Linked DNA regions of Mus musculus: all the other regions are linked to region 1. The links are chromatin contacts, called in public Hi-C, HiCAR-type and promoter capture Hi-C maps. All regions are on one chromosome and are shown on one strand. The core of a region is the stretch at or near the end of the contact, and the rest is flanking DNA. Distances in the headings are between cores, read along the strand shown.

The links. Promoter capture Hi-C pulls out the DNA fragments that hold promoters and counts their contacts. A called contact is a pair of places that touch in the nucleus more often than the background predicts. HiCAR-type assays count read pairs that join an accessible place to other places.
Region 2: a Hi-C map of muscle stem cells shows a contact between it and region 1, with 2.8 times the contacts expected there. The contact joins the promoter of Cenpj here to the promoter of Ift88 in region 1. A contact is called at or near these places in 3 of 39 promoter capture datasets (the C10 cell line and cranial neural crest), 1 of 484 Hi-C or Micro-C datasets (muscle stem cells), 2 of 115 datasets of contacts at active chromatin or transcription factors (astrocytes and bone marrow-derived macrophages) and 1 of 9 other capture datasets (adipose tissue).
Region 3: a promoter capture Hi-C map of pre-B cells shows a contact between it and region 1, with 2.1 times the contacts expected there. The contact joins the promoter of Mphosph8 here to the promoter of Ift88 in region 1. A contact is called at or near these places in 3 of 39 promoter capture datasets (hippocampal neurons, liver and pre-B cells).
Region 4: a HiCAR-type map of astrocytes shows a contact between it and region 1, with 2.3 times the contacts expected there. The contact joins the promoter of Pspc1 here to the promoter of Ift88 in region 1. A contact is called at or near these places in 1 of 39 promoter capture datasets (liver) and 1 of 115 datasets of contacts at active chromatin or transcription factors (astrocytes).
Region 5: a promoter capture Hi-C map of hippocampal neurons shows a contact between it and region 1, with 5 times the contacts expected there. The contact joins the promoter of Zmym5 here to the promoter of Ift88 in region 1. A contact is called at or near these places in 4 of 39 promoter capture datasets (the 3T3-L1 cell line, cranial neural crest, hippocampal neurons and 1 more), 1 of 115 datasets of contacts at active chromatin or transcription factors (forebrain) and 1 of 9 other capture datasets (pancreatic islet).
Region 6: a promoter capture Hi-C map of pre-B cells shows a contact between it and region 1, with 3 times the contacts expected there. The contact joins the promoter of 3110083C13Rik here to the promoter of Ift88 in region 1. A contact is called at or near these places in 4 of 39 promoter capture datasets (the HPC-7 cell line, hippocampal neurons, neutrophils and 1 more) and 3 of 9 other capture datasets (adipose tissue, liver and macrophages).

The regions. Positions count from the first base shown.
Region 1 is chr14:57,421,546-57,426,020 of GRCm38.p6, reverse strand. It overlaps Ift88 (intraflagellar transport 88), which reads right to left and starts at 1,950. Exons shown (of 26, transcript NM_009376.2): 1 at 1,834-1,950.
Region 2 is chr14:56,569,223-56,573,697 of GRCm38.p6, reverse strand. Cenpj (centromere protein J) reads left to right here and starts at 1,852. Exons shown (of 17, transcript NM_001014996.2): 1 at 1,852-1,960.
Region 3 is chr14:56,665,761-56,670,235 of GRCm38.p6, reverse strand. It overlaps Mphosph8 (M-phase phosphoprotein 8), which reads right to left and starts at 1,988. Exons shown (of 14, transcript NM_023773.2): 1 at 1,672-1,988. The coding sequence starts at 1,884. It also overlaps the pseudogene Gm4032.
Region 4 is chr14:56,776,173-56,780,647 of GRCm38.p6, reverse strand. It overlaps Pspc1 (paraspeckle protein 1), which reads left to right and starts at 2,330. Exons shown (of 9, transcript NM_025682.4): 1 at 2,330-2,857. The coding sequence starts at 2,489.
Region 5 is chr14:56,809,640-56,814,114 of GRCm38.p6, reverse strand. It overlaps Zmym5 (zinc finger, MYM-type 5), which reads left to right and starts at 2,651. Exons shown (of 8, transcript NM_001253753.1): 1 at 2,651-2,781; 2 at 3,256-3,375. It overlaps 2410022M11Rik (RIKEN cDNA 2410022M11 gene), which reads right to left and starts at 2,126. Exons shown (of 1, transcript NR_152252.1): 1 at 216-2,126.
Region 6 is chr14:57,997,367-58,001,841 of GRCm38.p6, reverse strand. 3110083C13Rik (RIKEN cDNA 3110083C13 gene) reads right to left here and starts at 2,530. Exons shown (of 2, transcript NR_166770.1): 1 at 2,380-2,530. It overlaps Micu2 (mitochondrial calcium uptake 2), which reads left to right and starts at 2,580. Exons shown (of 12, transcript NM_028643.3): 1 at 2,580-2,812. The coding sequence starts at 2,603.

The DNA.
Region 1 (4,475 bases), core at 701-3,200:
AGTGGCTCAAACCAGAGCACAAGCCAGCAGCTTACAGCTTTTCATTTCAGCCCCTCAGCCACCAGTGCTTCCGATTCAGAAAATCTTATGTGAAGGAGATTCCTTGATCCCTCAGAGAGGAAATGTATTGGGATTTCTTTGCAGGGGAGGGTTGTTTTGTTTCTGAGACAAGGTCTTGTGTAGCCTTGGCTGGCTTTAAACTCAACATGTAGACAAGGCTGACATTGAACTCTTGCTCCCACATCCCAAGCACTGGGATAACAGGTATGAGTTATTCTGCCCAGGCAGGATGTGAATTCCTTGTTGTGGGTATGACAGCTTCTGTGTGTGTGTGTACAGGTGTAAATGTGTGCATGTGGAAACAGAGGTCATCCTCTTTAGGCACTGCCTGCCTTGTTTTTTGAGGTAAGATCTCCCCCTGGGAAGGAGGACCTGGGGCCAGATTCAGCCAAGCTAGCTAACCAGTGAGCAGCACAAATCCTCCTGCCTCCCCCAGCCACCACATTAGGTTAAGTGGGCGCTAGGGATCACTCAGGACCTTAGGCTTCTGCAGCAAACACTTTGCCAACTGAGCATCTCCACAGCCCCAGAATGTTGATCAATAGGTTCCCAAGGGATGGATGCTGAAGCTGCTGCTCCATCGATCACACTTTCAAATCATATACTCAAAAGCTCCCTCCTTACAAACTCTTCTGATCTCACTTTCGTTTATTCATAAGGTATTGAAACAATCAGCTTTTAGAACTAGACCTTTCTTCTGGCTTTTAACCAGATTTACACACACACACACCTGGGAGACAGACCAATAGTGGAATACACAAAATTTTAAAGATGTAGAAAGCAAGGCTAGGAAATAGTAAATGAATTATCCTTTACTAACAACTATGAATGGCTAAGAAATAATACAACTCAGTATTTCTATATTCTCCAAGGTGGTTCAAAAATAATTTGGGATGCTGTCACTTCAATATTGCCAGTGAAACTATTTTACATGGCAAAGTCCTTTTTATATACTTCTACCTTGATACAGTTCACACTCAAAATGCCTATTGTAGTTTCTCCAAAGTTACCAACCAGAGTTGAAGATAAAAAGGAAAAGTGGAATTTTAGGCTTTTGGGAAAACAGTAGTCAGATATCTTTTGTCTGTGCATCCTTAGATTCAACCAACTAGAAACTGAAAACATTTGGGAGAAATTTTTTATCTGAACTGAACATGCACAGGCTCCCCCCCCCCCCCCCCGCCCCCAGCCTCCCGAGCGTGCTTTTCATTATTCCCTGAACAATTAGGCATAACAATTAATTATAGAGCAATAAACAGTCTAAGATAACAAAAATGGGAAAATGGCTTATATACAATACAAATATACCATCGTATATATGTGAAAGAGCACCTGGGAACTTTGGTATCCAGGGAAACTGGGTGTCCTAGAATCAATTCCCAGAAGATATGTTTTTATCTTTATAAGACTGTGATTTATTCATTCTTTTCTGTACTTTTGCTTTTACTCCCGATTACTAGGTAATCAAAGCTTCACCGGATGCAAGTATTAGAAATGTTCGCTGTAACCTACTGTGAAACTCTAAAAGTTTCACTGCTGCCATGGCATCGCCAAGCCGTGTGACATTAGCCCGGGTAGCCGTGCCGGGTGGAGCGGGAAGTCCACCCCCTGAGAGGAGCACCATCCAAGTGTTGGCTACGGAAGCGCAGTCGCCAGGAGCCGGGCTTGGGCGCCGCCAGCCCGCCTGCCCTCGCGACCCCGCCGCCGCTCACGCACGGGGCAGGGAGAGGGCAGCAGGGAGGGTGGCCGCGAGGGGCCGGGCGCTTCTCCTACCTCGCGCCGAGGAGGAGCGGGCTGACCACGAGTGGGCCGAGGGAAGAAGCGACGCCTGATCCTAGGCAGGCCAGAGCGGGACGCCCAGCCGTTGCCAGGCGCGACTCCAAGGAAGCCGCTCCCACAGGCCTCCGCGCCGCGTGGGCGAGGCCGGAAGCTCGTGACCGGAAGTGCAGGGCTGCTGGGACCTGTGGTCCGCCAACAGCGGAGTGATTCTCGAGGCTGGCCCAATGTTTATGGTGGTCCAGGAGATGCTACAGGTGTAGGAGTAATCACAAGAAGGAAACCAAGGTCGAGTGAACCCCGAGGCAGCCATCCCCAAAGCTGGAGACCAGAGCAAGATGGCCCGGATGAATAGAATGTGTCCCAGAGCCACTACGCGGCTTGGGAACCTTGGAAGACTGTTTTCTGTGGAACATTGCGTAGAATTGTACGCGTCGTCCCATAAATTTGTCATATTAATCCTGTCTGGGTTCTCTCTAAATAAATTTAATCTGAAAATTAAAAAGTAAAGGTAATGTAATGCCAGCTATGATGACGCACATCTGCAATGGGAGTAGAGATGACGCTCAGGAGTACAAGACCAGCAGGGGACACCCTGTCTTAAAGACAAAATAATATTTCTTTCCGGAGCAAATGTTGGGCATGTTGACTTGAAGCCCGTTATAAAAAAACTGAAGTTTACTAACCTTTATTGTTCAGTTGTGTCAGAAAGTCATTGAATATGTAACATCCACCTTAGCCTCCCACGGATGGGGGTGGGGACAGATGTAGGGGACAAACTATTAGATTGGTCAGGTTCGGGCTACTTGGTGTGTTTTGAAGACTAAACCTCTTTATCTCTGATCCAGGTGTGTTGTATCAGCATTCAGAAGGTTACCTTGCAAGTGGGGTATATCGTACAGTAACTGACAGTATCTGGCAACTGTGTGTCAATAAGTAGTTGTTACGTTAATTAGTGAACATCATGGGGATATTTTAAGTTACTGCACTTCAATATAGAAAGAAAAAATACTGGAATCACAAGTTACTGCACTTCAAAAAAGAAAGATAAATACTAGAGTCAATCTTTTTCTTTTTCTTTTTTCTTTTTTCTTTTTTTTTTTTTGTTTGTTTGTTTGCTTGTCTTTTGAGACGGGGTTTCTCTGTGTAGCCCTGGATGTCCTGGAGCTCTCTGTACACCAGCCTAGCCTCAAACTCCTTGGTGCTGGGATTAAAGGTGTGTGCCACCATTGTCCAGCACTGAACTTTTTTTTTTTTTAAATGACTGTACATTCAGGGTACCCAGTCCTTGTCTGAGAAGAAGACATTATGTTTTTGTTAAAATAAAGGTTCATCAGGCAACATATTTTCTTATTTGTTCCCACACTAATTATCAAATAAACTGTCAACATATGTAATTAGTTACATATAAAGTGGGATGGGTAGCAGACAAGCCTGAGTCCCATGAAGTGGGTATGGAGTGAAAGAGTTCCATGTGTGAACATGAAGAACACTAAAGGAAAAACAGGTTTGAGGGAGAACACATCAGGTGTCAGATGCCTAAAGAATGTGCAAGAAGAGATACTGAGTAAGCAATTGTATATAACAATATAAAGCTCAGAGGAGAGGGCTGGGAATGTAACTTAGTGTTAGAACATTTGCTTGCCGTGTTCAAGGCCCTAATTTGGATTCCAGCATCATCATAATCATTAAAGCTCAGAAAAAGATGCCCATCTAGAGATACACACTGGGGATTCAGTAATTCCTAAGAAAAGATAGTTTGTAAGATTGTGAGTGAGTGAGCAAGATGTATTTTTGGAATAGGGGGATGTAGAACGGCAAAAAAGACAAGAGATAGTAATGAGGGTGGGTAAATACCATCAAAATGCATGTGATGGCTATCTGTGATTGTCAACTTGACTATTTCTGGAATGAACTACAATCCAGAGATGGAGGGTACATCTGTGATCCAGATCTTGAAGCTGAAGACACAGGCTTTTGATCTGAATCTTGGCCTGGGATGACACAGTATTTTGGTCTGGATCTTGAGGAATAGTGATCATAAAAAGCTTAGGCCTAGACATGTTGGTACACACCTTTAATCCCAGGAGACAGAGGCAAGGAGATCTCTTAGTTCAAGGCCAGCCTGCTACAGAACAAGTTTCAGTTAAAGAAAAGCTGGGCCCAGGCAAGGTGGAACATGCCTTTAATTCCAGGAGACAGAGAAAAGCAGATCTCTGAGTTCAAGACCAGCCTTGCAGATTAAACACTATAAACATGTGACTCTAATAAGACATTTAGTAACCACTAGAGGAACTGTCACCTATGCTATCCAGAAAATACTATTAAGTCCAGTTAAATGTTTTAAATGATCATAATACCTTTTTTTAAGACTTTGTCTCCAATTTAGGATCTCACTAAATAATAATTCTTTAAAAAGATAAACACTGGGGGCTGGAGAGATGGCTCAGCGGTTAAGAGCACCGACTGCTCTTCTGAAGATCGTGAGTTCAAATCCCAGCAACCACATGATGGCTCACAACCATCTGTAATGAGATCTGATGCCCCTCTTCTGGTGTGTCTGAAGACAGCTACAGTGTACTTACATATAATAAATTAATAAATCTTTTTTAAAAAAGATAAACACTATTTTTTGCTAC
Region 2 (4,475 bases), core at 603-3,102, 850 kb after region 1:
TTCAGACACCCCAGAAGAGGGCATCAGATCTCATTACAGATGGTTGTTGCTGGTATTTGAACTCAGGACCTTCAGAAGGGCAGTCAGTGCTCTTAACCGCTGAGCCATCTCTCCAGCCCTTTATTAAAATCTTAATAGCTACTTTAAACTTGAATGTGGAGACATGCTTTGTGGCACATACTTTGGGAAGTGAAGGCAAGAAAACTAGGAGAGAGAGAGAGAGAAAGGGAGAGAGAGAGAGAGAGAGAGAGAGAGAGAGAGAGAGAAAGGATGAGTGTGATAAAATTTGTTTATTCAGACAACAAGCAATGTGGCATAACATACTATACCAAATAAAATGTAGGCAGAAATAGTAGAGAATATTGTGATTATTGTCAAAGACACACATTTTAAGAAAATGATTTTTGGGCATGGTTTCAGGCCAAAAGAAGACCATTTGAACCCTCATTCAGCATCTTAAGTTATTAATTTACTGACTAATCAGCTTAGGGCAGTGGATGGAACTCAGCCTCTGGTACAGCAGGCAAGGTCTTTGCTACCCACTGAGCTCCATTCTCTTGTCAACATTTTAGGTGTGTGATCTTGGTAGTTTTGAACTTTGGCTTTTTCATCTATGATGTAACCTAACAAAACAAAGCAAAACAAAAACTTTTCCCGTCTCCATGTTTGAGGTGTCTGTACAAAATTTTAATTATCTTTAATAATATTGATTTATTTGAACTAATTAGTATAAAGGGCAATTCTTCTTGATGACCTTTTTATATAGAATCTCATGTTAACATACTGGCCTCTAACTTACTCTATATTGGAGGGTGACCTTGAATTTCTGATTCACCTTCCCCACCTGAGAGACTGGTCACCAATTTTGGATTATACAGTGCTGAGGATAGAACATACTAGGCAAGCATTTGATCAACCGGAGAAGAGAAAATGGGATGGCCTAGTGGTTATGGGCATTTGCTGTTCTCTCTCCCAAGATTGGGTTCAGTTTCCAGCTCCTACATGGTAGCTCACAAACATCTGTAGCTCTAGTTCCATGGGATCATGGGATCAGATGGCCCCTATGACCTCTACAGGCACCAGACACACGTCAGGGCACATACTAACATGAAGGCAAAATATGCTTGCACATAAAGTAAAAATAAAATAGTAAAATTATATATTTAAAAAACAGATGTTAGTTTACAATATTGTTCAAACCTAGTCTAAAAACTGTGGTAGCTTGAAGTGTTGTAGCATCCTAGATTAAAGGGTCATGTCTGTATTTTGGAACCCCTCTGGTGGCAAAACAAATAAACAGTGAAATCTGCGCTCAACATTCCATATATAATTTTAATATCTGCACTTTCAATATTCCATATAATTTAAACACTGAATGCACACACTTTGTGCAGCCATCGACTAGCCACATAATAGATGATTATTTCCGGAGTAAATTTTTCCACGGTTATCTTCACTTATTCGTCCTACCAATGTCACTTTTTTGTTTTAAACAGGTCTTTATTAAATCAAACCCATTCAAAGAGAAAAGCGAAGACGACGAAACTCTCCCAAACCTGTCGTCTTTTAGATTCGGTTTGAATCTCTGTGTTCCTGGCACAATGGAGTACGCTCTCTGTTACCGCAGGGGTCAGATCTCAATCGGTTGACTTCAGAACAACAGCTGTTGACCAGTGCCCGCCGCAAAAGAGCGCGCATAGAGCATCCCCTAGCAACGTTTATGGCGGTGTTGCTGGGAGTTGTAGTTTGCATGTGTCCGAGGCGCCTGCGCGCAAGCTCACACGGACTGTAGGAACTACATTTCCCAGGAGTCACTGGACCAGAGTTGGGCGGGGCCGGTCCAGGAGGCGGGGCTCTGGCTGCAGCGATGGTTGTGGCGGCTCATTCGTAAATGCCGGGCCAGCTAAGTGGTGACTATCGCTGGTCGGAGCGGTCTGAACAGCTGTTTCTTCGAAGAACGGTAACTGATGGGCGGAAGGAGCGGAGAAGCCCGTCCGCCGCCCGGTTCCTGAGAGGCCAGCTTGGGCTTTGGGGCTGGCATGGCGCGGAGGGCTTGGCGCCCGCGGGCGGCGGTGGTTCCGGGGCTTAAGCCCGCTTTGTTCTTCCGAGCACCCGGGGGATCGGTCCTCAAGGGGGTCGGCCGGGGTGCGTGTTTCTGTTCCGGGCGACACGCTCGCCGGGCCGGGTGCAGTGGCGCCGCTTGCAGTCTTTCAGGAGGCCTTATCTCGGCTTCTCCAAAAGCTTTGTTGCTTTCAAGAAGAGTTGTGTTTCAGGGGAGGCGGACCTGTCAGCTGAAAGTTTTCAGGGTCTGAATTGTCTCCTCGTATCTTCCTCAATCAAGGTCTGAATTGTCTCCTCGTAACTTCCTCCTTCTCCAGTGCAGATAATTTATGTTTTGAACAGAAAGATGTCAAAGCTTTCAATTAGTCGATTTTTTTTTAAAGGCAGCTTTACGTACAATTAACTTACGGTAATGACTACAACTTCATAAGCAGGTGGTGTTGTACCTCAGATTTTAATATCTGAGTTTACATAACATACTGTCCTAGACAGTCTATTATTTGTAGTTTACCTAGGCCTTCGTATAAGTAATAAAAAACAAATTTAGGGGAAAATTTTTGGCGTTCTTTAGACAAGGGCTTGTTATGTAGCCCAAGCTAGCCTTCCACCTCAAACACTGTATTATAGGTGTGTATCATCAATACCCAACTGTGAATCAGTATTTCAATACTTAAAACTGGCAGTACGTATAGTTTTAGGACCACAGTAATGGACTTGTAGCAAAGGTATGGAAGTTTTAGTGCTTTTTAAAAAAAGGTGTGTGTGTGTGTGTGTGTGTGTGTGTGTGTGTGTGTGTGTGAAGACGATGTTAAGATGCTGCCCTAAACCATTATTACACTTTGCTCAGTCTAACAGGGAATTGTTGACGATTTTCACATTACAGAGTGACTTTCTTTGCAGCTTGTTTACTGTCTAAATTAAGATTTATTTAGTTTTAAGATTACCTTTTACAAATATTGTTGTGTACATGATATGTGTTGGATTTCATGCATGTTCTGCATGTGTGGAGGGCAGGGGACAACTTTGTAGAGTCAGTGTCTCCTTTCACCTTTATGTGGGTTCCGGGACCAGCTCTGATCGCCAGGCGTGTACAGTTTGCACTTTACCCACTGTGAGCCATCTCTCCAGCTCTGGGTTTTCTTGCTTTTGTTTTGTTTTAAAGACAGTCTCTCACTTTACACTCACACTGTCTTTGGGACTTGCTATGTATCCAGACCGGCCTCACCCCTGTGATGACCAGCTTCCTTCCTCAGTGCTGGCATTATGCTTGTGAGACCCCATGTTTGATTTAAACATTTTTTTTTTTTTTTTTACTAAGGATGTTGAAATTTAACCAAGGTTAACTGAAAACTCCCTTCCTTGCCTTTACAGGTAGGTTCCTAATGTAAAAACAATTAGGATTATCTTTCTTACAACAGATTACAAGGAAATTACTATTCAGGAATTAACAGTTACTGGATAGCTAGTTAATGCGTGCTACTCTTTTTTGTTTTTTTGTTTTTGTTTTTCGAGACAGGGTTTCTCTGTGTAGCCCTGGCTGTCCTAGAACTCACTTTGTAGACCAGGCTGGCTTCGAACTCAGAAATCCACCTGCCTCTGCCTCCCAAGTCCTGGGATTAAAGATGTGTGCCACCACGCCCTGCGCGTGCTACTCTTAAGTGTATGATGCAGTGTATATACTCCCTGCAGGCTGGAGCCCTTTCTCAGTAAGAACCAGCCCCTATCTTTCTAGGTGCTCTAGTTTGGCTCTCCTTGTTATGGTAGAAAACAACTAACTGAAAACAACTTGGAGTTTATTTCAGCTTACATGTTGTGGCCTATCATCCAGAGAAGCCAGGGCAGGAGCTTGAGGCAGGAACTGATGCAGAAACCATGGCAGAGTAATGCTTGCTAGCTTGCTTCATGGTTTGCTTTCTTATATGACCCAACCCACCTGCTTATGAGAGGCATCGCCCACAGTGGCTGGGCCCTCCCACACTAGTCATTAATCAAAAAAAATGCCCCCAACAGCATGCCTAAGGAAAGCAACTTGATGGCCAGTCTGATGGAGGCAATTCCTCAGGTGAGGTCCCATTATCTTCAGTGACAAGAACTAACCCCCACACTGGGTATCTGCCATTCTCAACTTTATAATTCCATTTTTCTCCGCTTCGCTAGTTTACTTTATGCTTGTGCACCATTTGTGTGCCCAGTGCCCTCCGTGAGCAGGGGAAGGTGTTGAATCCCCAGCAGCTGGAGTTCTGGATGGCTTTGAGGCACTGTGTTGGTTCTGAGACTTAACTCAGATCCTCTGTAAGAGCAGTAAATGCTCTTAACCACTGAGCCATCTCTCCAGCCCGTCTACATTTCCTATACTACATTTGCTCTTGCTCTGTACTTTGTGGTTCATGGTATGTCTTGCATCACTTCCTTAA
Region 3 (4,475 bases), core at 739-3,238, 760 kb after region 1:
AATTATTTAACTCTCCCTTGAAAATTTTCCAGTGTCAGTAACTGCAGGAAGGTCTCAGGCTCTAAGTCAGCCTGGACTTCTGAGACCCTACCTCAAAAAGCAGGGAGTGACCAAGTGGGGTATGCAGATGCAGAGGGAGCCTGGAGCCATTGTCTCTGTGGCTAAGAGTAATTTAGGATCCATTCCCAGTACCCATGTGGCAGCTCACAACTATTTGCAATTTCAGTTCCAGGAGAACAAATGCTCTCTTCTCGGCTCACAAATGTGGCACAGACAGACATAAGGCTGAACAACCATATACATAAAAATAACAATATAGGCTAGAATTTCGTCTTTAAAAAGAAAAAAAAAATCTCTACCATCAGGCCAGGCAGTGGTGGTCTTTAATCCCAGCATCCAGGAGGCAGATGCAGGCACATTTTTGAGTTTTAAGGCCAGCCTGGTCTAAACAGAGAAATCTTGTCTCAAAAACAAAACAAAACAAAACAGGAGTTCTCAGAGAAAAGCACCACTTTAAAGAAATGTCTACCATCAAGCCAACATGGCACAGGGTAAACAGCAGTCCATTAAAAAAAAAAGTTTGTCAATGGATTAAAAATTAAGATGAAAGTTGGCATATGGCAGATAACAAATGACAGAAAATACAACAGAAACAAAACCATCGTATAGGCACGATTCCTATCTACAGCCCTTATCTTCTCCTTTCTCCAAATTCCCATTTCGTTTACTCATTCAATAATCCCACAGCCGTGAGATAGATCTCTGTGGTAAAGCTCTTGCCTTGCATTCATGAAACCCTGGGTCCAGTACACGGTATCAGATAACGGCAACAACAAAATCAGCCTTTGCTGTTACTGGACTAAGTGTCCGTGATTCAAGCATTATTATAAACCACATCCCCTGATTAAAGGAGCCCACAATCTAGAGCAGAAAAGACAAATACAGAGATAAAAGACAATGACTTAAATAGAGGTAAGAGAGTAAGGACAGAACTGAGAAAGCACCTTTTTCTGCAGAGCTCGGGTAAGGGAAGAGAGGGGAGAAAAGGTATCACAAACAGATGGATCCCAAGCCTTGGAAATACAGACTAAGAATTTCTCCCGGGGACGACATTCGCAGCAAGGAGGATGTTAAGTGTTCAAGCACGATGTGCGAAGATTGTCCTTTCAAGCTTACTCTAAATCTCTTGAGTTACACTCATAAAACGCGCAGAAAAGGGACACTTTGGGTTGGGAAACCTTTACTGTCCCGGGCACTCGGTGTGAATGGGATTTCCTGAATTTAAGCCAAGGAGCATTTTCTACTTTTAGAAAACATTGGGACAACGGTGTAGAGAATCCTCCAGTCTTTCCTAACGGAAAGCCATGGCCCTAACCGTATACCCGAATGCTGAAGGCCACAGAAGTCTCCCACCAGCTGCCTTGCATCCTACGATTCTCAACATTCCATGTCACCGCTTCGTCTCTTCTGCCAAAACAACACTTAGAACTTCCCTAAGCATCCATCCTCCACCGACTGCGGCCAGGGTCCTCTCCAGGATGTCAGTCTGCGCCTACGGACCGCCACCGTCCTCCCAAGCTGTTCCAGGCTGTTCGGCGTCCCACTCGGATTCTCCCAACCCGCCGTCCCCGCCCCGGAGACTCCCTGTCCGGCCGCTCAGCCCCCACATACTCCCTCGCACTTCATGTCCAGGATCCTCTCCACCTCGAAAACGTCCTCCCCATCCTCCTCGCTGTCCCCAACGGCCACCGTTCCTTTGGTGGCTGCGTCCTTCTCTTCGTCCCCTGCTCCAACTCCTTCGGACTCGGGAGAACGGCCAATGCTGTCGGGAACTGACATAACTAGAGCGGCCGCACTCATGCCCTCCTCAGCCGCCGCCGCCATCACAGACGCAGTGCAAAACCAACGCGAAAAACCGCCGGCGACCCACAGCGGGACAGCACCGCGCGCCTGCCGCTCCGCCCTAATCCGCTCCAGCGGCGTGACTCGACCGTGAGGCAAGCCAGCCAATTGTGGGCGCCGAGCTCTGGATTGACACACAGAACGGCCAATCACGCAAAGGCGCGCTCCCCGGCTCCCTGGGGAGTTCACGGGAAGTGGATGGGCGGGTCGACGGACTCTGAGGAAGAACGCTGCCTCAGGGAAGAGCGGAAGGGCTCCCCTGGGGAGACTGCGAGGGGCGGTCCTAGCACCTCACCTCCCAAACTCCGGTGACGCCCGCTGCCTGAGGAGACCTGTTGTTTGGATTGTCGGAAGGAGACCATGAGGATTCTGGGAAAGGGACCCCCAGTGTTAGCGAGACCCGCCTGTGCGGAATGGCTGCCCAGGAATCCTTTCGTATGGTTTTGGCTGGCTTATATGGCGTCTGCGGTCGAATCAATTACATATAGCCTATAGGGATATTTCATTTTAGTGAGTAGCGTTTATAGATAGAGAATAGGGACCCGGAGGTGGTTCAGCAGATTACGGCCCTGGTCGCCAAATATGAGGACCTGAGTTTAATTTCCAAGGGCATACATAGCGAGAGAATTCCCCCAATATGTATTCTCTTCTGTCAGGAGAAAGGCCAATCTTTACAGCAAGACACTGTATCAAGTAATAATTTATGGGATTTACTTGTTGGGCTTTGAAAGTAGTTCAGTGATAGGGCGTTTGTCTGGCAGGTGATGGTTGGAGGCTTGGTCCTAGTAGCTGAGTAAAAGTTGGTTCTCTCCTTCAAAAGATAGAGCCCAGGTTGCCTGGCTTGGCCCCATTTGGGCTATACTTAATTAATTGGATCATTCACACCTGATAAACCAAGCCAAAACCACCTATGTGTTTGTTCCCAAGTTCCCTTGCTTCTTATTGAATTGAAAATATCAGAAGCAGGTGCGGGGTTGATGCAAGAGAAACGAGTAATATTGATGCTACAAAGGAGTCACTAGGAAGCGAGCCTGCGATATGATTGGAAGAGAATTACCAGGCTTATTACAAACTCTAGGAAAGACATTTTTGTGCCAACATTGAAGTTTTGGGTTGCTGAGAAAGTTTCTGTTAACGTTAGTGCACTAAGATTGACCTCCAATTAGACTCCATTTCCACAACAAAAGGAGACAACCCTAACTTACAACCAGCCATTAAGCCTATCCACCTTATTAAAAAAAAAAAAAAAAAAAAAGCCTCTAAGGGGCAGCTCAATGGCTGAGCCCCAAGTCACACCTATCATTAAGTCCTAGTTTGCCATTAAATCCCCTGTGCCCTTGTGAGGAAAAGCCTAACTCTGCTGGTAGGTAGGCAAGAGGACCCTGAATAACAACTATTTGAAAAGAACAACACTGGTGTATATGCTTAGAAATAATTCTGACTATCTTCGCTGTGTACCTCTTGTATCTGCCTGAGTGACTAGACTTTCAGTCTCCTGTCTGTATTAAAATTGTTCCAAGAGTAACCTGCATCTGGAACCTGAAAGAGATTTCAGAATAATAGCTTATGTGGCATGTATAAGCCGAAAATGAGTGTAAGTTAGTAAAAAATCTGTTCACAACTAGCTCCTCTTTGAGCAGTATCCAGAGCCAGATTTATGGTATTATTAAAGAGCTCTCTCCTTTATTAATCTAAGTGTGTGGAGTAAGTTTCACCAGAGAGACATACTAACTTTAAAACAGGTCACATTCCTATAACCCCAGCCTTCCAAAGGCTGAGGCAGGAGAGTGAAGTCTTCAAAGCCAGACTGGTTTAAAAAACACCTTTAGATAGATTAATACATAGATATCAGATATAGATGGAAGACAACATAGACATATCAGCATACATCAGAGAATGATATAACGAAGTTATTTGTGCAGATTATGAATAAGTAACAATTGTTCTATGTGCATACAATACTGCTAGGAAACGTCACTTAAGAAAATATTTTTCTGACATTACTTCCAGCCTCCCTCTAGCCTCTTGTGTCCCCAAATTGTGTACCTTATCTCAGCTGGTCTGCCAGAGACCCCCTCAGTACAAACTGAGGTACCCCATGCAGGCCCCATTTCCACTCCAAAAAGATGAAAGAAATACTGTGAACCAGCAAAAATTCAAACTGCAGGCACAAATGCCCATTGGTGGAAAAGAAGCTTTTTGAAGAAAGAAGGAGATATTTCACAGAACAGCATGGCAGATGATAAAAAAAAAAAACCCTGCAGTTCTCCTTAAAGAAGTTAGGGGTAAACAATATCTCTGGTATGAAGAGGTGAACATGTTTACAAACCATGGAACAGTGAATCATTTTAACAACCCTAAAGTTGAGGCATTTCTGGCACTTTTACCATTACAGGCCACGCTGAGACAGAGCGGCTGACAGAAATGCTTGCCAGCATCCTAAACCAGCTGGGTGCAGACGGTCTGACTAGTTTAAGGAGACCGGCTGAAGTTCTGCCCAAACAATCTGTGGATGGAAAAGCACCACTTGCTCCTGGAGGAGGAAGAGGAGGAGGAGGAGGAAGTTCCAGATC
Region 4 (4,475 bases), core at 1,081-3,580, 650 kb after region 1:
GGATCTCTGAATTTGAGGCCAGTCTGGTCTGCAGAGGGAGTTCCAGCAAGTGCAGCATCTCTTCAGCTTCTGTAGCTAGGTCTGGTGATACATATTCATGATCCCAGCACTTGAATGAAGGCACAGCATCATAATTTCAAGGCCAGCATCAGCTCTATAGTGAGCCGGCCTAAAGTCTAGGAGATCTGGTCACAAACAAAGCTCCTGGGAAGATTTTTGTAAAAGACTGTGTGAACATTACTTTTATTTGACTTTAACACTTAAGAATAGTTTTCATGCCGGGTGGTGGTGGCGGCGCACGCCTTTAATCCCAGCATTTGGGAGGCTGAGGAAGGCAGATTTCTGAGTTCGAGGTTAGTTTGGTCTACAGAGTGAATTCCAGGACATCCAGGGCCACACAGAGAAACCCTGTCTTGAAAAACAAAAAACAAAACAAGCAGTTACTTTGTAAGTATGAGTGTTTTGCCTGTATGTGTGTGTCATGTGTGTGTCACGTGCCCAAGGCCTGAAGAGGGTATCAGTCAGATCCATACAACTGGGTTGGGAGCAGCCCTGTGGGAGTTGAATGTCAGGTCCTCTGCAAGAACAACTGGTGCCTTAAGAGTTGAGCCATCGCTCTAGCTCCCGAGTTTCATATTGTTAAGAAAAAAAAAAGTCTACTTTCATGAGAAACTGATGAACACCTTGTAGAGTGGTATGTGAGTTTAATTACTTTTTGTGGTCTTTGAAGATACACCTTGTATATGCTGGGATTTGTATGGGAGGGGATTGAGGTGAGAGGTTCAGAATTGCCCACACTTCTTAAACTTTTTCCTACCTGAATCCTTACAGAGTAAGTTTGTGATACTTAAGCCTGGTGTCTGGTCCATAGGAGTTCATGGTCTGTCTGTATTAATTTTATAATCTATTCCAGGAAATTCTACTCTGAAGTTAATAATCCACAACACAGTCAGGGTGGTGTGAACCTTTAAACACAGCTCTTGGGAGGCAGAGGCAGTGGGGCAAAGATAACACAGGCAGGAGGATCTCTGTGAGTTCAAGGCCAGCTTTGTCTAGGTAGAGAGTTCCAGGACTGCCTGGGCTATATAGACTAAACCAAGCAAAATCATGATTGTTTCAGAAACTTGGATTGTGAGGCTGTGGGGCTCAGCACTGGTGTGTGCAAAGCTCGAGTTCATTTCCCAGCACTGAAAAAAACCAACATTGGATTGCTTAATCAGGAAATATGATTTTTAAGAGCTTTATTATTTTTGTTAGTTTTTTTCTGGCTTCCCAAATGCTAGCTAGGATTACAGGTGTAAGCTACCATACCTGTTAAAAGGTGTTTTTAATTGCCTCGAAAATTTGTTTTATTAAGTGCTGTGTATAAATATGCTCATGCCTTTAATCCCAGCACAGGTGGGTGGATCTCTGAGTTCCAGGACAGCTAGGGCTATACAAAGAAACCCTGTCTCAAGAAAAATGAAAGGAAGCATTTTTTCTATTAATATCACTTTGCTGTGTAGCCCAGGCTGACCTTGAACTGCCTATCTTCCTCCCTGTCTACCCAGTGCCGATAACATGCAAGTTTTTCTTTTTCCATTCAATGATAGTTGCCGTAATATTTAAAAGGGCAAATACATTCCCTAAATTATTGTATTTTCACACCGTATTGTACACATATACTTTGTTCCTCATGATATGTTAATTAATATCAGATAATATTAATCTACATATATTTTGAGCAGATAGACCAGACAGCAGACCAGGCCAAGGTGGTTCCACGTGGGAGAGGTTTATTGTGTAGGGATAGGGGGGCGGCGAAGCGGGTAGAAGGGCAGAGAAAAGGAAAAAGAAAGAGGGGTGAGAGAAAGAGAAGGGTGGTGGTAATTCCTTCCCCCCCCCCATTTATACGGAAAATGACGTCACACCAGTGAGGGTGGGAACTGAGCCAAGTGGATTGTGGGATTGAGGGTCGTTGTCCTGGCAACGCAGGTCAAGGGTTATATAGTTAGGCCAGGATGGAGTGTACTGGTACTAACACTTCACTTGTAGTGTCTGACCTAGGTGTCCCAGGGCTGAGTCCGGAGGGTCGAAAGCTAAGGTCAGCCTCGGATATACATGTCCATACTCTTCCAGTTGCATAGAGCAAGAAAACAAAACAACCCCCTCCTCCAATAGTCTGCACTATCTTAGGTTGCGATGTCCCTAGGAGTGGACTCTAAGGCTCGCCACAGTTTGCGCACGCGCCATGCTAGCAAACGGTTCGCGGGTATGGGATTTGCGCAGGCGCGCCGTGGAGGGGCGGGACTCTTGCCCGCGTCTCTTCTTCCAACTGCAGTTTGAAGCAGCGCCATTTTGAGCGTTCGGCCACCGCGGGCGTGATTGCGGGGAGGCTGGGCTTCCCTCCGTTACCTGGCTTTCCTTGCTTCGTTTCCATAGATACATGTGGAGACGTGTGTACCTTGACGTCTAGGCCTCATCCAGCATCCCAAGCGAACTTGCTAAGATGATGTTAAGAGGAAACCTGAAGCAAGTACGTATTGAGAAAAACCCGGCTCGTCTTCGCGCCCTGGAGTCGGCGGCCGGAGAGAGCGAACCGGTGGCCGCGGCGGCCATGGCGCTGACGCTGGCCGGCGAGCAGGCGCCGCCACCCGCACCTTCCGAGGAGCACCCGGACGAGGAATTGGGCTTCACCATCGACATCAAGAGTTTCCTCAAGCCGGGCGAGAAGACGTACACGCAGCGCTGCCGCCTCTTCGTGGGTAACCTGCCCACAGACATCACGGAGGAGGACTTCAAGCGCCTCTTTGAGCGCTACGGAGAGCCCAGCGAGGTCTTCATCAACCGCGACCGAGGCTTCGGCTTCATCCGCCTGGTGAGTCTGCGGCGGGGCGCGAGGAAACAACAACAACAACAAAAAAAAGCTGCGGGGGCTGCGGTTTGGCGTGAGGGCGCCGCAGGGCTTCTGTCCTGCTGGTCGCCGGTCGCCCGGGGCTCACTTCGGGAGCGCGCTGCTATCGCAGGGGGCGGGGTCAAGGAGGACCAGCGGCGTCTGGGTGGACGGTCTTGCGCGACAAATTTTGTTGTCACGGAGGTGAATTGGGGATGAACTTGAGGAATTTCAGCAGCGGATTTGTTCCCTCACCAGAATGATCCACAGCTTCCTTTTGCTTTCAAGGGGATGTGTCGAGTGGTGTAGCTCTGTGGCAGAACCTGGCCCAGCATTAGCATGCTCAAGGCCCGGGGTTTCTTCTGCATCCTAGCAAGTATTCGCCTTCTGTCTCTGCATTGCGTGCTGTCTACGCTAAGCCATCCAGGTCTGCAAACTCCTGAGAGTAATTGGGGCCAAGGGTGGGTGCTACCGTGTATTTGACTTATCCTAGCATTAAAATATTATCCTATACCCTCTTAAATTTAAGTAAAGAAAAAAAATCCAATTAGGTAAAAAAAAAAAATGCCTAGTTTGTCGGCTTGAAGCACTATTCATTCATTCATTCATTCATTTATTTTTGGTTTTTCCAGACAGGGTTTCTCTATATAGCCCTGGCTGTCATGGAACTCTCACTCTGTAAACTAGGCTGGCCTCAGACTCAGATCTGCTTGTCCCAGCCGAGCTCTGACATTAAAGGCGCACCTGCGCTACCACCACCAAGCTTATGCCTGATATGTTAATTGCAAGTCGCATACTTCTTTTTTTTTTTTTTTTTTTTTTTTTGGTTTTTCAAGACAGAGTTTCTCTGTAGCCCTGGCTGTCCTGGAACTCACTTTGTAGACCAGGCTGGCCTCGAACTCAGAAATCCACCTGCCTCTGCCTCCTGGGTGCTGGGATTAAAGGGGTGCGCCACCACCGCCCGGCAGCAGTCGGTGCTCTTAACCTCTGAGCCATCTCCAGCCCAGTGGCACACACTTTTAATCCTAGCTCTGAGGAGGCAGAGGTGGGATGATCTCTTGTGAGTTCCAGGTCAGTTTGGACTGCATAGCAAGTTTCAAGACAGCCAGGACTAAATAGAGAGACTCTGTCTGAAAAGCAGGATGGGGGTATGACGGAAGATGTGTTCCTCTAAATCTGGCACCCAGAGTTTTTTTGTGTAGGAATAAAAAGACCTGTTAATTGGAAACTAGTTAACTTACAGAAATTAATCTTCTTAAGTAATTTTACAGTATAATCTGAATTCTGTGCATAGCAGGTAAATTTATAAATTCTAAGTATTGCTTAAGTCTATGTTTCAATTGGAAATACATATAATTGTATAGTATGTGTGATTATAAATATTGATATACAGTGACTTAATAAGTAGATAGTAGAATGGCTTTAAAACTGATATGAATTTTGCCTGGTTTGTATTTCTAGAGATTTCCCAACTCCCCTTTTTAAGGGAGACAGGGTGGGTGCATAGCCAGCCTTCATAGTGTTGAGATTAGAGTTGTAACCAGTACTCCTCTAGAAGCACTTTTTCTTTTAAAGGTTTATTTATTATATGTAAGTACACTGT
Region 5 (4,475 bases), core at 1,402-3,901, 610 kb after region 1:
TAATTTTGAACAGTACTAATATTAGAGAATTGTGGAAATGGGGCTTCAGAAAACATATGGCCTGTAGCTACCAAGCCTAAAAACATTTAGTCTCTCCAAACCTAGAGAATCCTTGTGAATCAACTTAGTGGACCTACAGTTTTGTATTTCCAAATGCTTAAGAGAAAGGGGGATGGTTATCATCTTCAGCAGTCGTGGAAATGTTACTATGATTAACACATTTATTTTCAGCCATTGAAGACTTAAATAAAATGCTGGTGATGTTGGTAACGTCCAGAGAGTAAAGCATTATGTAATATAAAAGCTTACTTAACTCTCCCACCAATCAACCCACGGACAAGAAACATGACTTAGGGTTATATGTTTGTCATCCAATGAGCATGCTTTTATCATACTTCAGAAGAGAAAAAAAGGGGATGTGCGTTTTAAATATTGAAAAAAAAAACTCCGGTTTCTGTAACTCTGAGATATGTATATGTGCTCATGAATGTATTTGTACATCTATGTGTGTAGGTAGGCCAGAAGAGCTTGTCCAAAAAAGGGCTTGGATCTCCTGGAACTGCAGTTGCTGGCAGTTGGAAACTGCTCCACGAAGGTACAAATCTGGTAGTCTTTAAGAGCAGGAAGCACTCATAACCTCTGAGCCATCTAATAGCCTTCCACTCAGCTGCCTGGTTTTTGTGGTTTTGTTTTGTTTTTTCTCTTTGAGGCAGTTAATGTATCCTGGGTCAGCTTTGAACTGATTCTGCTACTTCTGTGCCTTTAATACTGGCACTCCATTCCTGTGCTATGAGGTGTGGGATTTTGTTTTCAAATCATATCTAAGCCTAAACCAAGAAAGCAGTGGTGACATGCTTACAATCCCAATGCTCCAGAGGCAGAGGAAGAGAGAGGCAAAGGCAGAAGAAAGATCACAGAGTTCCAGGCCAGACTATGCTAGACATTGTCTTAAAAGAGAGACTCATATATATTTTTGCTCTTTTGGTTTTTCAACTCAGGGTTTTTCTGTGTAGCCCTGACTGTCCAGGAATCCACTTTGTAGACCAACCTGGCCTCGAACTCACAGATATCCAACTGCCTCTGCCTGCAAGTGTTGGAACTAAAAGCATGCGCCACCAAGTCCAGTTAAGAGTCATATATTTTCACATATTATGTAACAAGAACCTCAATCCAACCTAAAAGCATCAGTTGTAATCCCGCTAACAAACACCAGGGCGAGGTGCATTTCTTAGGTTACAGGGAGTCCTGGAAATCCGGCACCAAGTCTTCTGCCAAAGACATGGGTATAGACGAGGAACAAAAGACCCTCGTGCCGCCCTCCAGCGGCTCCGCTCCGAATGCGTCCGGTGGGACTCCCATTAGAGGGTCACTGCCCACGGAGCCAGGATGAAGCGAAGGGCACGCGATGGCCCGAGGCCCGGCAAACGTGGAGGACAGGCGCCGGGCAGGCCGGAGAGCGCGTGCTCGGCCAGGCACCGACGGCCAAGGCCAGACAGCCCAGGTCCCAGGGGCGCGAGCCCGCTAAGGGAGCCCGGGGCTCCATCTTGCCCGGCGGCAGTCTGGGGTCACCACTGTCCTGTGGCCCCGCCGCAATCTCGGCGCGCAAACTCTTGGCGGCCGAGGACAAGGCCTATGGTAGAGCGCGATCGGACTCGTTCCGGGCCAAGTTTCTCGTCCCCACGGGTTCGGTTCTGATGGGCCCCAAGTTCTCCCAACAGATCCCACAAAATGGAGGCCGACGTCTCCTCCCGCCGCAGCCATGGCGGAGGTGGGACACCCTTCCCACGGGCCAGGCAAGGTGGAAGCGCCTGCACGGCCGCCAGCGCACCAGTCCCCTTGCGGCCGCGGCCGGGCTCGCCCCCTCGGTCCGCCGCAGGCATTGCCGGGCTCGCCAGTCGCCGGGGTCTTGGGGGCCTGGACAGGGAGGACGCCGGGACATCGAGGCCGCGTCTCTCCTCGAGCAGAGTCGCAAAGGGCCGTGGCGACCGTCTGGAGGCCGAGACCCAGTGTCCCGATCCCGGGCCCACCGGAAGCCTCGACGAATATCGCCCGCCCCCAGGGCCGAAGCGCGAGCCGAACTGCGGGCAGCGCCACTCGGGCTCCTGACCCGGGCAGACCCCGCGAGTGGGGGCGGGGCGGGGGCACGGAGGGAGGGCGGAAGAGAGGGAGGGCCGGCCCAGCCCGGGGCTGGCGGCGGGGGGGGGGGGGGGGGGGGCCGGCAGGCCCGAGGGCGTGGCCCAGGTCTGACGGACAGCCGCCGTGACTACCTCACCGAGGAGGGTCCTGAAAGAAGGCCGACTGGGCCAATGGAGCCTGCCCGAGGCATTCCGTGCCGCCCACGCCATCAGCCAATGAGCGTGCGGAGGGCGGGGCCTCCCCGGGCCCCGCCGTGCCACCGCCTCCTCTGCCTCCTCCTCACCAGCGCTAAAGCCGGGACTGGACCGAGCGGAGTTGTGCGTGTCGCCGAAGGGGGGTGGGCCGGGGGAGGGGAGGTTCGTTCCGCGGAGCTGCAGCCAGAACCCGGTGAGGCTTCTCCCCGCCGTCTTTCCTGTCGAGGGCCGCGGAGAGTGGGGGTGGCTGGGAGCAGCGCAGCCTCGGGAGGAGGAGGCGGAGGCGGGGGCGACTGGGGAGGCGGAGATGGGTGAGGGCAGCGTCGGGAGCCTCCCACCGAGCCGGGCTTAACAGCCCGCGGCGGCCGGTGTCGCGGCTGCTGCGTCGGGGCCTGAGGGTGCGCTGGGGGCCGCGCTGATGTCCAGGGCGGCTTCGCGTGCGGCCGGAGGGGTGAGGGAGCGCGGGCGCGGCAGGGCTGGCTGGGTGAGGCGGCCGCGGGGCGGGGAGCGCGAGAGCCTCCGGGTGCGGGCGGCAGCGGCCGGAGGTCGAAGAGTGTTTTCCTTTCTGTGCTGCGAGCGGGCGGGCGGGTCGGGGAGGGGCCCTTTGGCCCTCCCGCCCGGGGGCCGCACTCCCACCCTGTCTGTTCAACCGACACCCCAAGTTTTCCGTGTTAAGGGGCGTCCTCTTACGTCCCGCGGCGTTTTCTCTCTCTCTCTTTTTTTTTTTTTTTGGGTCGGTCTGTCGCAGCTTTTAATCTTATTTGAGCCAGTTTCTAATGGCTGACCTGGTGCCTGTCGCGGGCTACTGAGGAGTTAGGCCCTAATCAAGTGCTTGCGGCAAATGGGACCCAATTGTTGAACCTCTCCCGGGTCGGATTTGTACTTGAGTGGTAACTACTTAGGAGAAATGTGAATCCCTTTCTAGATTCGAGGACGCGTTTACTCTTCGACTCAGCTGCGCGCTCTACTCATAATTCTGAAACTGGAAAGAACATATGAGCTTGGCCTGCTGTCGTTTAGTTGATCTATTGTTTATTTGGAGAAGGTTGGTAGAACAGCTTGGGAATAACTTCACCTTGACTTATTTATTTCCTTTGGCGTTCAGGGTTTGGTGCTACCTCGGAGCTGTTGATGTTCACTGTATGTATGTGTTTTGGGTGTTTGTTTGTAAATTTCTTTTTATACTAGGATCTTCAAGCTACTTTGGTGAAGGATTTGACAGGAATAAGGAAAACATCTCCATTGTGAGTCATTTTGCGTAGCTTTCCTGCTTAAACCACTAGGATAGACTTTTCTATTTTGTCGAAGTGAAGAGTTGCTGCCTGAGTGATTTCTGCTGAGAAAGCCAAGCCAGTGTGATCTGTAGTGTGTTAGTGGGTACTACTAACATGGCTGTCTTCTCAGATTCCTAAATAAGACTATGTTCTTAGTCATAAGATGCTGTGCACTTAACATTTTTGTGTTCCTTTCTAGGAGATTTCTTTAATTTCTTGTATTTTTAAACCACTAAGCAGTTATTTATTTTTGAAAAAGCTTGTTTGTTTGTTTGTTTAAAATGTTTTCACCATTGCTCTCTTCAGACACACCAGAAGAGGGCATCAGACCCCATTATAGATGGTTGGGAGCCACTATGTGGTTGCTGGGATTGAACTCAGGACCTCTAGAAGAGTAGTCAGTGCTCTTAACCACTGAGCCATCTCTTCAGCCCACACTAAACAGTTATTTTAAATAAAGATTAAATATTTTTAAAAATTACTGACATGTTTTAAGATGGAGGACAAACGAATTACAAGGGTTTTTTGTTTTTCAGTTTTAAAAAGATTATATGTTACATATATAGGTGTTTTGCTTCATGTATATCTGTGTGCCACTTGGCTGCAGTGCTCAAGAAGTTCAGAAGAAGGTAGAGGATCCATTAGAACTAGACAGCAAGTTATGAACTGCACTTAGGCGTATGGGGACTCAAACCCTGGTCCCTTGGAAGAACAGCTGATGCTCTTAACCACAGAGCCATCTCTCCAGCACTGTGATTTCTTATATAGTACTTCGTAGACATGCACTTCTTTTTTAATTTCTTTCTTTTTTTTTTAAAGATTTATTTATTTTATATATGTGAATACACTGTCGTTATCTTCAGACACACCA
Region 6 (4,475 bases), core at 1,281-3,780, 580 kb before region 1:
ACTAAGCTATAAGATAAGATATCCACTGTGTCTCAACACGTAAGAGTCAGAAACCAACCACACATCAGCAATCCAGAACAACAGTATGCATGTCAAGATCCAGTAAATCTAGCAGCCGTGCGAATAAGCCTGCAGAAACACATCAGGTGAGATACAAAAAGGCAGGAAGTCTGGGCGGATTAACATGGGTTAGTGATCTGGGATCATGGGCATGTAGTCAAGCTCATTTGTGATGATGGAGCAGGAGAAAGCCAAATCTTAAGGAAGATGAATTCCCATCTGTCGAGAGTGCACCATGTGCCAGGCATTTGGCTAATCACTTCCTCTAAGTTATCCCATTTCATTTCCCATCTGAAATTGAGAGGGCTGTTTACAGATGGGAAACTGAGCCTCGGTGCCCTAAATCACAGTGATGTCAGTGGCAGGGCCGGAACACAAACAGTAAGGCCTGGCTGAGAGGTCTATGCACAGTAAGTCTGCTTACTTCCCTGCTAGGAAGGCACGGTGGAAAGGTTTTGGCACCTGGGACAAAGTGAGAAAGTTCTGACTTCACGTTAGAACATACTGGCTGGGGTGGAGCAAGCACAGACTAAGAAAGGATAATAACAATCCAGGTGGCTTCCTCTAACTTCTCAAATTAGACTTGGTATGGCAGCTTTCACTATTTCTTTATTTTTATTTCGTTAACCCATCGAAATGGCCATTGTTGTACATCAGGAGTTCTGGCACCTCTGACATGGGCATCAAACTGATACACACCCAAGTAAAGGTTCTAAGTCTGAGGCCAGGTCAGAGGTTGAACAAGGGGAAGGTTAAGTTTACTCAGTAGCGGTAAGGAAGAATTGAGGACCCCAGGCTACAGAAGCCAAGCTTTCTGCCAGGATGAAATCCTTTCTACCACCAAAAGAACATCCAGCCCTGAGGTCGTGTTCCACATCTGCCATAGAGAAGATGAGCGGGGGAGGGAAGAGGGGGCTGGTGACAGGGGCATGGAGCAGGTGTGCACCTACTGTTAGTCCCATGTGGGATCACAGCTACGAGTCAATATTTTGTAAGAACAAAATGTAAAGGAAACATACAATAAATAGCAACTGTTTACAATACAGTGGCTTTGTCTGGGAGATCTGAAGAAAATCATTGTCAGAAGTCTGGATCAGATATTGTTTAACAGAAATGAAAGACCAGGCGCTCGGGAGGAGCAGACAAACAGAGATAGGCCCTTGAAAAGTGTTGGCCAGCTTTGAAAGATTACAAAAAAAAAAAAAAAATCCAAAGAAAAATAATGGCTGTTGCTAAATGCCATGCATAGGGCCTGACAGCACTGACCTGTACATGCAAATGTTGTCAAAATGCTAACGTCCTGTACATTTTACTTCATTCAAACACCAAATTTTAGGGGCTGAGTAGACAGCTCATCAGTTAAGAGTGTTCTCTGCTCTACCAGAGCACCAGAGGTCCATTCTCAGCACCCATATCAGGCTGATCACAACTGCCTCTATCTCCAGCTACAACACCCTCTTCTGGACTCTGGGGGCACCCACCCATATGTGGCATAAATACACAGAGGCATACACATAAAAAATGAGTCTTGATAAATAAATATAAAGGGCATTTAGCTATAAAAAACGGAGATCTGTAAGGGTGAGCATGTACACATATTCTTTCCTTTTTTCCTTTTGACACAGGATTTCACTATGTAGTTATGGGTGGCCTGGAACTCACTGCGCAGACCAGAGGTCAGAAAACAACTTATAGGACTCTCTTCTCTGACTTCTAACTCAGGTAGGCAGGCTTGGCATGAAGTGCCTTTATCCACTGAACCAACTGTCTCAAGTGACTCACTATAATCAGACATGTGACATTTGGGGCAAATATAATATCGTCAATATTTTCAGCCCCTTACCCTAGCCTCTTTGAGGATGAAATTCTACTGTTGCATCAACACCCACAGTGGTTATACCCAGCACCCTCTGCCGCTTACTGTTAGAAGTGTTTCCCTCTCCAGCTCTAAATGTGCCCACTTACGACTGACATAGGCTTTCCCGAGAGAGCTAAAGATGCTATGTTTAAGTCTATCGACTGAAAAACCATGCTAAATCTAATTTGATTCCGCATTTATCATCAACACCCTTCTTAGTCCCTATTCTTAATCTAGTTTGTCCAATATATTCCACCCAGAATCTATTACCCTTCCTTTAGTCTAATTTCATGGGGGGGGGGGGGTAGAGACCAGAAGGGGGCGCTGGATGCCCTGGAGCTGGACTTATCTGTGGCCTTAAGTCTCCGGAATCCAGCTGTGGTGCTCTGGAAGGGCAGCAAGCACCCTTCACCCCTGAGCCATCCCTGCAGCCCCTTCTTGGCCCACAGTGGTGACCTGACCTGTTAGGACAGTTAACCAGCTAACTCATGTCCTTTGCCTTGGAAACTGTCACCGGAGCCGAGGGTCACCTCAAAACCACGCTTGAACGTCGAGGAAGCAGCCACACCTAGCAACACACGCGCAGAGCACGGTGGAGGGTGATGAGCTCTCGCGAGAGCCCAACTCTGTTCTCGGGCAACAGACGGTGAGGGCGGGGCGCGACGCTCGGGCGCTTCCGCAAAGATGGCGGCGGCTGCGGGAAGAAGCGCTTGGCTGGCGGCCTGGGGCGGAAGGCTGCGGCGCGGGCTCGCGGCCGGCCGACGAGCTGTGCCGACTCGCGGCCCTCTCGCAGCGGCTGTGGCCGGGGTAGCCCTGGCAGGCGCAGGAGCGGCATGGCATCACGGCCGCGTGAAAGCAGCCGCGCGCGAGGGCTCCCGAACGGTGTCGGCGCAGGTACGGCTCAGCCCGGCCCCGCCCTCAGGCACCCCTGGGAGGGGGGCGGAGGCACAGGAGACCCTAGGCGCCTGGCACGAGCCTGGAGGGCCTGGGGGGTTCCGGGAGGAGGCGGCGGGAGGCCCCGCCCGGGATGCGTGTGGGCGTGGCTGGGGCACGCCTCTGCCCACCTGGTGGATGGAGAAGGGTCCTTGACGTTTGCGGGGGCTGGGCACCCCTTAGTTAGCCTGCATCGTTAAAGAGTTCCCTGGTCGCTTCTTTGTTGAAAAGGGTGGCGTCGACCTACTGTGTGAGCCACACACCCCCCCAGTCTAGAGAATATCAACTCTAAAAGTTAAACAGCTGATAGTTGCAGATTTTATCAATTCCAATGACAGCTGTTACATAAGTCGAAACCGTAATGTTTTAGTGGACCCCGCCTACGCGGCAAAACAAGTTTTCCTAAACCTGAGCTGTCAGGATGCAAATGTTAAGTACCCTACTTCAAGATGAACCCGGTCTTGTAAAACCTTGGAAAGTTTGAATGTACTCTCTAAGATTTTTATAGAGAGAGGCATTTCAGTGTTTTGGGTTTTAGGGTTTTTAAAATTAAAAGCAGTTTTTTATTTTCCTTATTTGCTAGGTTTCTGTTACCTAGTTCTAGTGGGAAAACTCAAGCATTAAAATACAACAAAAAGAAAAGCATACCTTACAGATTAAAGGTTGGTAACTGTTTGATTATTGAACAGTTTATACAAACATTGACTCCAACCTCACACCACATCAGAGGTGGAAAAAGCTACACAAGCATTATAGACTACTTTTTAATGTTTTCTGTGATTTGTTTTCATTTTATATGTATGAGTGTTTTGCCTGCGTGTATGTGTGTACACTGAATGCAGACCTGATGCCCAAATGCCATAAGCTTGCATTGGGCCCCTAGAACTAGAGTTACAGGTGATCCTAAGGGACCACAAGAGTGCTGGGAACTGAACCTGGGCCCTCTATAAGAGCAGCAAGAGCCCTTAACCACTGAGCCATCTCTCCAGCCCCAACATTTTTGTTCATTCTATGTCAACCAAATTTATTGTTCATTATTGGTTTTTCTGTTTGCATATTCAATTCCATCCTATCCAGAACCTTAGGTTAGTCCCCCTGTGGTATTTACTTTAACATCCAAAACTACTAGTGCCTAGGATAATAAACTCATGTTTTGTTTTGTTTTGTTTTGTTTTTTGCTGGTGTTGAGTTTCCAATATAGTAGGCAAGTGTTCTACTACTGAACTACATCCCAGCCCCCCACATTTAAATTTTTGTAATATAGAGCCACCTTAGTCACAATCCATGACTTGTTATTAACTCAAAAAACTTCAGCCAGTGACTCACTCACTATCTAGGAACCAAATTTAATTCCCACCCACATTCCCTCCACAGTTTATAAGCTGATTTCACCTCCTTTGAGTTCTAAGATTTTTCTCTGGTTTCCTTTGTGTTCTGGCTCCCTTCTAGCCTGTTTCCCTTTAAATTAGTAACTTCAGCTTATCATTCACACCAATGTGGTATTTTGAGCGTTTCCTCACTTAGCCTGCTCATTTTCTTTTTAACCTTCCACCTAACTAAAGAAACCCAAACTCATTATCAATTGTTTTCTAAGTTCTGTTGACACAAGTCGGCTTGGTCTGCT